Linked DNA regions of Sus scrofa: region 2 is linked to region 1. A link is a contact called in public HiChIP or PLAC-seq data. All regions are on one chromosome and are shown on one strand. The core of a region is the stretch at or near the end of the contact, and the rest is flanking DNA. Distances in the headings are between cores, read along the strand shown. Region 1 overlaps LOC106509733 (a long non-coding RNA gene). Region 2 overlaps ACOXL (acyl-coenzyme A oxidase-like protein).

Region 1 (2,727 bases), core at 62-2,561:
CTAGGGATTTCCGAGCGGGACACGACAGCTTACCAGGAAAGACTGTGGCCCGTCCATCCCGGGGAGGCTGTGCCAGATCAGAGGGAAGCTCAACAAGCCACTTGAAAGGGACCTTGACTCATTTTGTGGTAACTGAATGTGCAGTTCAGGAAGTGCTTCGCAAGAGCGAACTGGGCTCCAGCCGCCCCCTCGTCCCCCTGCCCTCTGCTCCGAATCCTCAGAGCCATGACGCTGTTCCCAGCAGCGCTCCCCGTCTGGCATCCGCTGGTGCGCACGCGCATGGGCCACAGGACTTGTGCATGCGCGCTGCAAGCCCACTGAAGGCTGATCGGGATGCGGCTGCGCGGTTCAAGGACACAGTCCGACCACCTCAAGCCACCATTGAGGGCAGGTGCTCAGCTCTCTGCACCTCTTGTAGCTGATGCTCCTGCAGGTCCGGCCAGCACCACGGAGCACTTGACATTTAATCGTCAGCAGCTCTCCTGGAAAGTAGTGAACAGAAGTTCACTGTTTAAGGCTGGGGAAACTGAGGCACCCCAAGGTTATGAAATGCCCAGGCATGGAGGGTGAGTCCAGAGCTGGGATGGAACCCGGGGAGTTGGACTGCAGAGGCTGCTTCCTAACTGCGGGCATCTAGAATCAGGCACACGGTAGGTCTCCGTGGTTCTAAATAGGCGTGAAAGTGCGGCCCACGTGGTGTTGGGAGTGTGGAGCGAAAGAGGGGTGTGGAGCGGCTTTAGCCCCTGCTGCTGCTTCCCTGGAGGGCGAGGGAGGGGCACTGAGTGCCAAGGCACCTCGGGGAGTGTGGCAGGGCCCCCTCTGGCTTCGGGTAGGATGCGCCTCAAGCCTGGGCTACAGCTGCCCTGGGAGTAAGCATAGCCACTCCAGCTGCACCCACGTGGACCCTCCAGCCACCCCGCTCCCCAACTCCCACTGAACACCCCCAGGACATGGGCAGCAAGAGCCTGGGGTACTGTGTACTGAGGTCAGTAGAGAACTGTGAGGTGACCTGCTGGGGGCTGATGCCTTTGAGGACCAGAGCCTGGATAGGGTGGGGACCTCTGAGAGGATGAGGCTGCCTGACCATTATCCCCCATCTCTCTCACTCCTGTCTGCCCATGTCTGGCTAGCGGGTTTCCAGGGAAAGGGAAGTGGGAGAGGGAAGTGACATGGGAAAGTGAGTGGCACAGAACTGCAGAGTTAGCTCCCAAGTCCTGAGAAAAGCAGATCCTCCTCTGTCCCCGGCCTCACTGGCCTGGGGGAGAGAGTACAGTGGCCTCACTGGCCTCAGGGAGAGAGAACTGTCAGTTGAGCTAGACCCCTGCTGGGAAGTCAGGGCCTGTCCTAGTTCCTCATTCAAGGCACCCGCCCCAATCCCCAAGGCAGTTAAAAGCCCCGAATTGCCCAACTCAGTCAAGGGAAGCCTGGCCCATGGTCCCGCACACCCTCGGAGCCTGGGCCTGGCTGCCAGACCTGGTCTGTCTGGCCCCCGAGGCCGGACAGTGACCCACTCTGTGTTCCGGAGCCCACGTGTCGAGGAGGAAGCTGCCATTCTGACAGTCCAGAAACATCTGTTCCCCATTCGTCATTGTCAAGCTCTGATGTCTTTTGGGACTAAGTTTGAAGGACAGTTTTTAACTGTCGTAACCAAAAAAGTAAAAGGAAATAAACAATTACAGGCCTTCTTTATTTCAGAACTTTTTTGCTGTGTGGGTAGAAAGCTCTTCCAGTAAATAGGAGCTTGGACTAAATTACCCTCCCAGACAATGAGTTGCTAGAGGGTCTCCCCTCCCCCCTGCTTCACACCCCATTGTGCTGAGAAATGTTGAGATAAATACATTCCGGCTAAGGCTGGAACAAACGAGCAGCAGAAGACATTTCCTTTTCACCTGGGCTTGTCTGTGCGTCTTTCAGAAGACACCTGTGACCTGGTCCAGTGCCCCTGATGCTCTGTGATCAAAATGCCTTGAGTGACAGCGGCTGCGCTCAGGACCAGTATCATCATTTACCTTCCTAGCCTGTAACAGCTCCTGCTCTGATCTGGATGTTTCCAAGATGTGCTTGTTTGTACAATGGATGCACCAGTTTAGACTCATGGGAACTGTAGAGGCATCCAGATAAGCCCTGAGAGTTCTTACAGCCTGCCCACTCCATGCCCTGACACACTCGCATGTCACTGGATTCATAAAGTACCCTGTCTGTCAGAGGCCAAGGGTGGGTGAGCGGTCCTCTTGGAGCCAGTGAAGGACCATGGCTTTTTGCAGGGCTCCGCTGCACCTGGAGGACTCTCCCACTTAGGCAGGTGCTCTGGGACCTCAGGGACAATGGGAGGATGCTTCCAGCAGGAGTCAGGGTCTAGGTTCCTGGGATGTGACAAGTGAGCCATTGGTCCCTCTCTATCTTCCTGCTTGTCATGTTGGGTGTTTTGGTTTGCTGTGGCTGCTGTAACATCCTTGGTGGCTTAAAACAACACAAGTGTATTCTCTGACAGTTCTGGAAGCCAGATGCCCGAAATTAGTCTCACTGGGTTGAAGGCAAAGTATTGTTCTTTGCAGGAGGCTTTTTCGGAGGGTAGATTTGGCTTCCTTGACTGTTCAGCTTCCAGAGGCTGCCTGCACCCCTGAGTAGTTATTGCAGAAGCCTCATTACAAAGATGCAGTCAAACCTTGTTGGGAGAACTGTAGTATATTTGGGGCCACCCATCTCTGCTGCACCCAGTTTCCTTGG
Region 2 (2,785 bases), core at 155-2,654, 570 kb after region 1:
GGCTCTCCACTCTTCTCTCCAGACCATGTGTCCTTCACCCAACCCCAGGAGGACAGCCAGAAGGAACAGACCCCACCACTCCCCACCCCATCCTTTAGCTCACCACAACCACAGCCACCTGTCAGCCTCACGATTCTGCGCCCTCAGATCCAAGCTGCCACAACCACCTGGGGGTGAGCATGTGTTATAAACCCTGTTTGTGGAGCTCCCTGGTGGCTCAGTGGGTTAAGGATTCAGCAGCATTGTCACTGCTGTGGCTCAGGTCCAATCCCTGGCCCTGGAACCTCCACGTGCCTCGGACATGGCAAAAAATCAATCAATCAATAAAAACTCAATTTCTTATCCTCGCCATCTCAAATGTCATCTTCAATCATCAGTGTATCCAGGCTTGCTTATATAAGCTAGCTTCCACATCCCTGGCACTAATAACAGCCTCTGTGTATTGATGATTCAGTATATGAGGCACTGGGATAAGCCTTACCAGTATTATTCGCTGGGGCCTTATAACAGCTCTCTGGGGAGGGGGGTGCTGTTCTGATTTTTAGAGGTATGGAGATGGTTCAATAACCCGCTGAGGGCACCCAGGGGCAGGAAGCAAATCCAGAGAGGCTGATTTCAGAGCCCACGTTTTTCTGGCCTCACCCAGGACTCCAGAACAGACACAATATTCCAACCATCTCCACACAGGCCAATCCTGCTTGTCTCAACTCTGACTTCCTAGGGGGCGTCGTCCCTCTGCCTGGCTCAGCGCCGTGTCAGGGTGATGAGCAAGAGCAGGGCCCCATCCTCGCTGCAGCCTTAGTTAGCGCCTTCATGAGGGTCCTCCCGACCCAACAACTCAGTGGCCAGCCAGTGGCCTGCCATGACCCAGCTGTGTAACTTGGCTAACCCTATGTCCAAGCACCTCCAGCTTCTAGGGATTCCTGTGCTGGGCTGGACTGTCCCTGTTCCCACTTAACTCTACTACCCTTTTTAATTGTAGCTACATGTCAACCTTGTCCACACAACATGCCAGGACCATCCTTCCCTGAGAACTGCTGTGAAAATGAGAGATATCCACCACCCCACACACACACAGACACAAAAGGGCAGAGTTTAAAAGGACCCCGTGTGCTCAGCCTTGAGCAAATGTCACCATGGGGAGCCGAGGTGACAGTTTTCTAACACGGGAAGAATGCACGTCAGAGACAGGGGTCCGTTTTCCTCTCCTCAGCAAGCCCAGAACAAGCAGGACCGGCTCAGGTTTCAGCCGAGAGAGCATCTGTCTTGTGTTTGAGCCAAAGGAGAGAAGGAGCTGCCAGCGGCTGGTGACATCATCTTCCCCCCCTCCAGAGGCTCAGGATGAGATCATGGCAGCCAGGCTCCCTTTCCAGGAGACACATACTGGTGCCCGGACCACAAGGATCTGATGTTGGTGGCTCTGCGAGGGCTCTCGCGGTCACCTGGACAACCTTCCTCCTGGACAGGGGAGGCGCTGACTCACCATCACGGATCGTGTTCTATTTAGATACTCTGGAATCACAGGGATGGCATGCAGCTCTACAAAATGCCTCAAACCAGCCAGCATCTGTTTCAGGGAGAAGCCCATTTATTCCCCTCCCAAAGCAGGCTCCTATCTCCTTGGTACCAGCAGCAGCCATCACATCTGTAACAGCTCTGAGCAACCCCGTACTTCCTCTGCACCAGCACATCCTTATTCAGGCCTCATCATTGTCTGAAGGCCCATTTTACATATGGAGAAACTGAGCCCCAAAGAAGCTTACTGATCTGCCCACAACCCCGCTGCTGGTCATGTCCAAGGTGAAATTTGAGCCAAGTTCTCTGACTTTATGAGAAAGCCTATACGTGGCCAGGAACAAAGTATGTATGTCAGATGCCTGACCAGGAATTGATCCAAACGTGGTCCCTGCCCCAGACCCTCTGGAGCCCATAGGGTTTGATCCCTTGATCATGTTCAGTAAAATGCATAATAGATACTTTTAAAAATCAGCCTCTGGAGTTCCCATCGTGGCTCAGCGAAAACAAATCTGACTAGAAACCATGAGGTTGCAGGTTCAATCCCTGGCCTCACTCAGTGGGTTAAGGATCTGGCGTTACCATGAGCTGTGGTGTAGGTAGCAGACACAGCTCGGTTCTGGCATTGCTGTGGCTATGGCGTAGGCCAGCAGCCATAGCTCCAATTCAACCCCTAGCATGGGAATATCCATATGCCACAGATGCAGCCCTAAAAAGCCAATAAATAAATAAATAAATAATCAGCCTCTCTGCATCCTCGCCCCCCACCCCCACTGCTCCAGATCGACCAACACTTAAAATCCAGTCTCTCCCAGAAGCCCCCACACCATGTTCCATCTACACCACCCCATGCCTGTCCCTGAGGATCCCACCACTGGCCTGGATGGGCTGACAGGCAGTGTGGATGTCCTTCACTCTACATCACCCACTCAAAATGTAACGGCCCAGGGTTTCTACAGCACCTCTCCAGCCACTAAGCAGCATGTGGCTTTAACCTTCACAGACACTCTCGCCGGAGGGCCCCTGAAGGCTGCTGTGATCGGATGGGCTCCCATGCAAATGTCATGGCTTCAGAGAACCCTGAGCAGATGTCTGTCCCATCTACTCCACAAGGCAAGTCTAGGCCCATCTGCTTTCTCTCCTTCTGCCTCCTTCTGGAGTCTGGAAAATGGCTGCAACAGTTTCTATCACGGACTCGGGAGAAGTATTTTCCTCAGCACTTCACTGCAGCCATCTAGGGCCCTCGGCCTCACCCCAGTGCCTGCGTCAC

The links. HiChIP or PLAC-seq counts read pairs in DNA pulled down with a chosen protein or histone mark.
Region 2: an H3K27ac HiChIP or PLAC-seq map of skeletal muscle shows a contact between it and region 1, with 9 times the contacts expected there. The contact joins two enhancer-like sites. A contact is called at or near these places in 1 of 47 Hi-C or Micro-C datasets (embryonic fibroblasts) and 1 of 2 datasets of contacts at active chromatin or transcription factors (skeletal muscle).

Annotation. Positions count from the first base shown.
Region 1 is chr3:44,913,155-44,915,881 of Sscrofa11.1, forward strand. The region is part of intron 1 of LOC106509733 (a long non-coding RNA gene); the gene reads left to right. Among named protein-coding and RNA genes, the nearest start is that of BCL2L11, 280 kb to the right of the region's middle. Within about 2 kb of position 1,312, at least 14 of the 83 cell types and tissues checked have an H3K27ac peak or open chromatin away from gene starts, as enhancers often do. A contact at or near this core is called in skeletal muscle, where this site is marked.
Region 2 is chr3:45,480,882-45,483,666 of Sscrofa11.1, forward strand. The region is part of intron 9 of ACOXL (acyl-coenzyme A oxidase-like protein); the gene reads right to left. Among named protein-coding and RNA genes, the nearest start is that of ACOXL, 81 kb to the right of the region's middle. Within about 2 kb of position 1,405, at least 20 of the 83 cell types and tissues checked have an H3K27ac peak or open chromatin away from gene starts, as enhancers often do. A contact at or near this core is called in skeletal muscle, where this site is marked.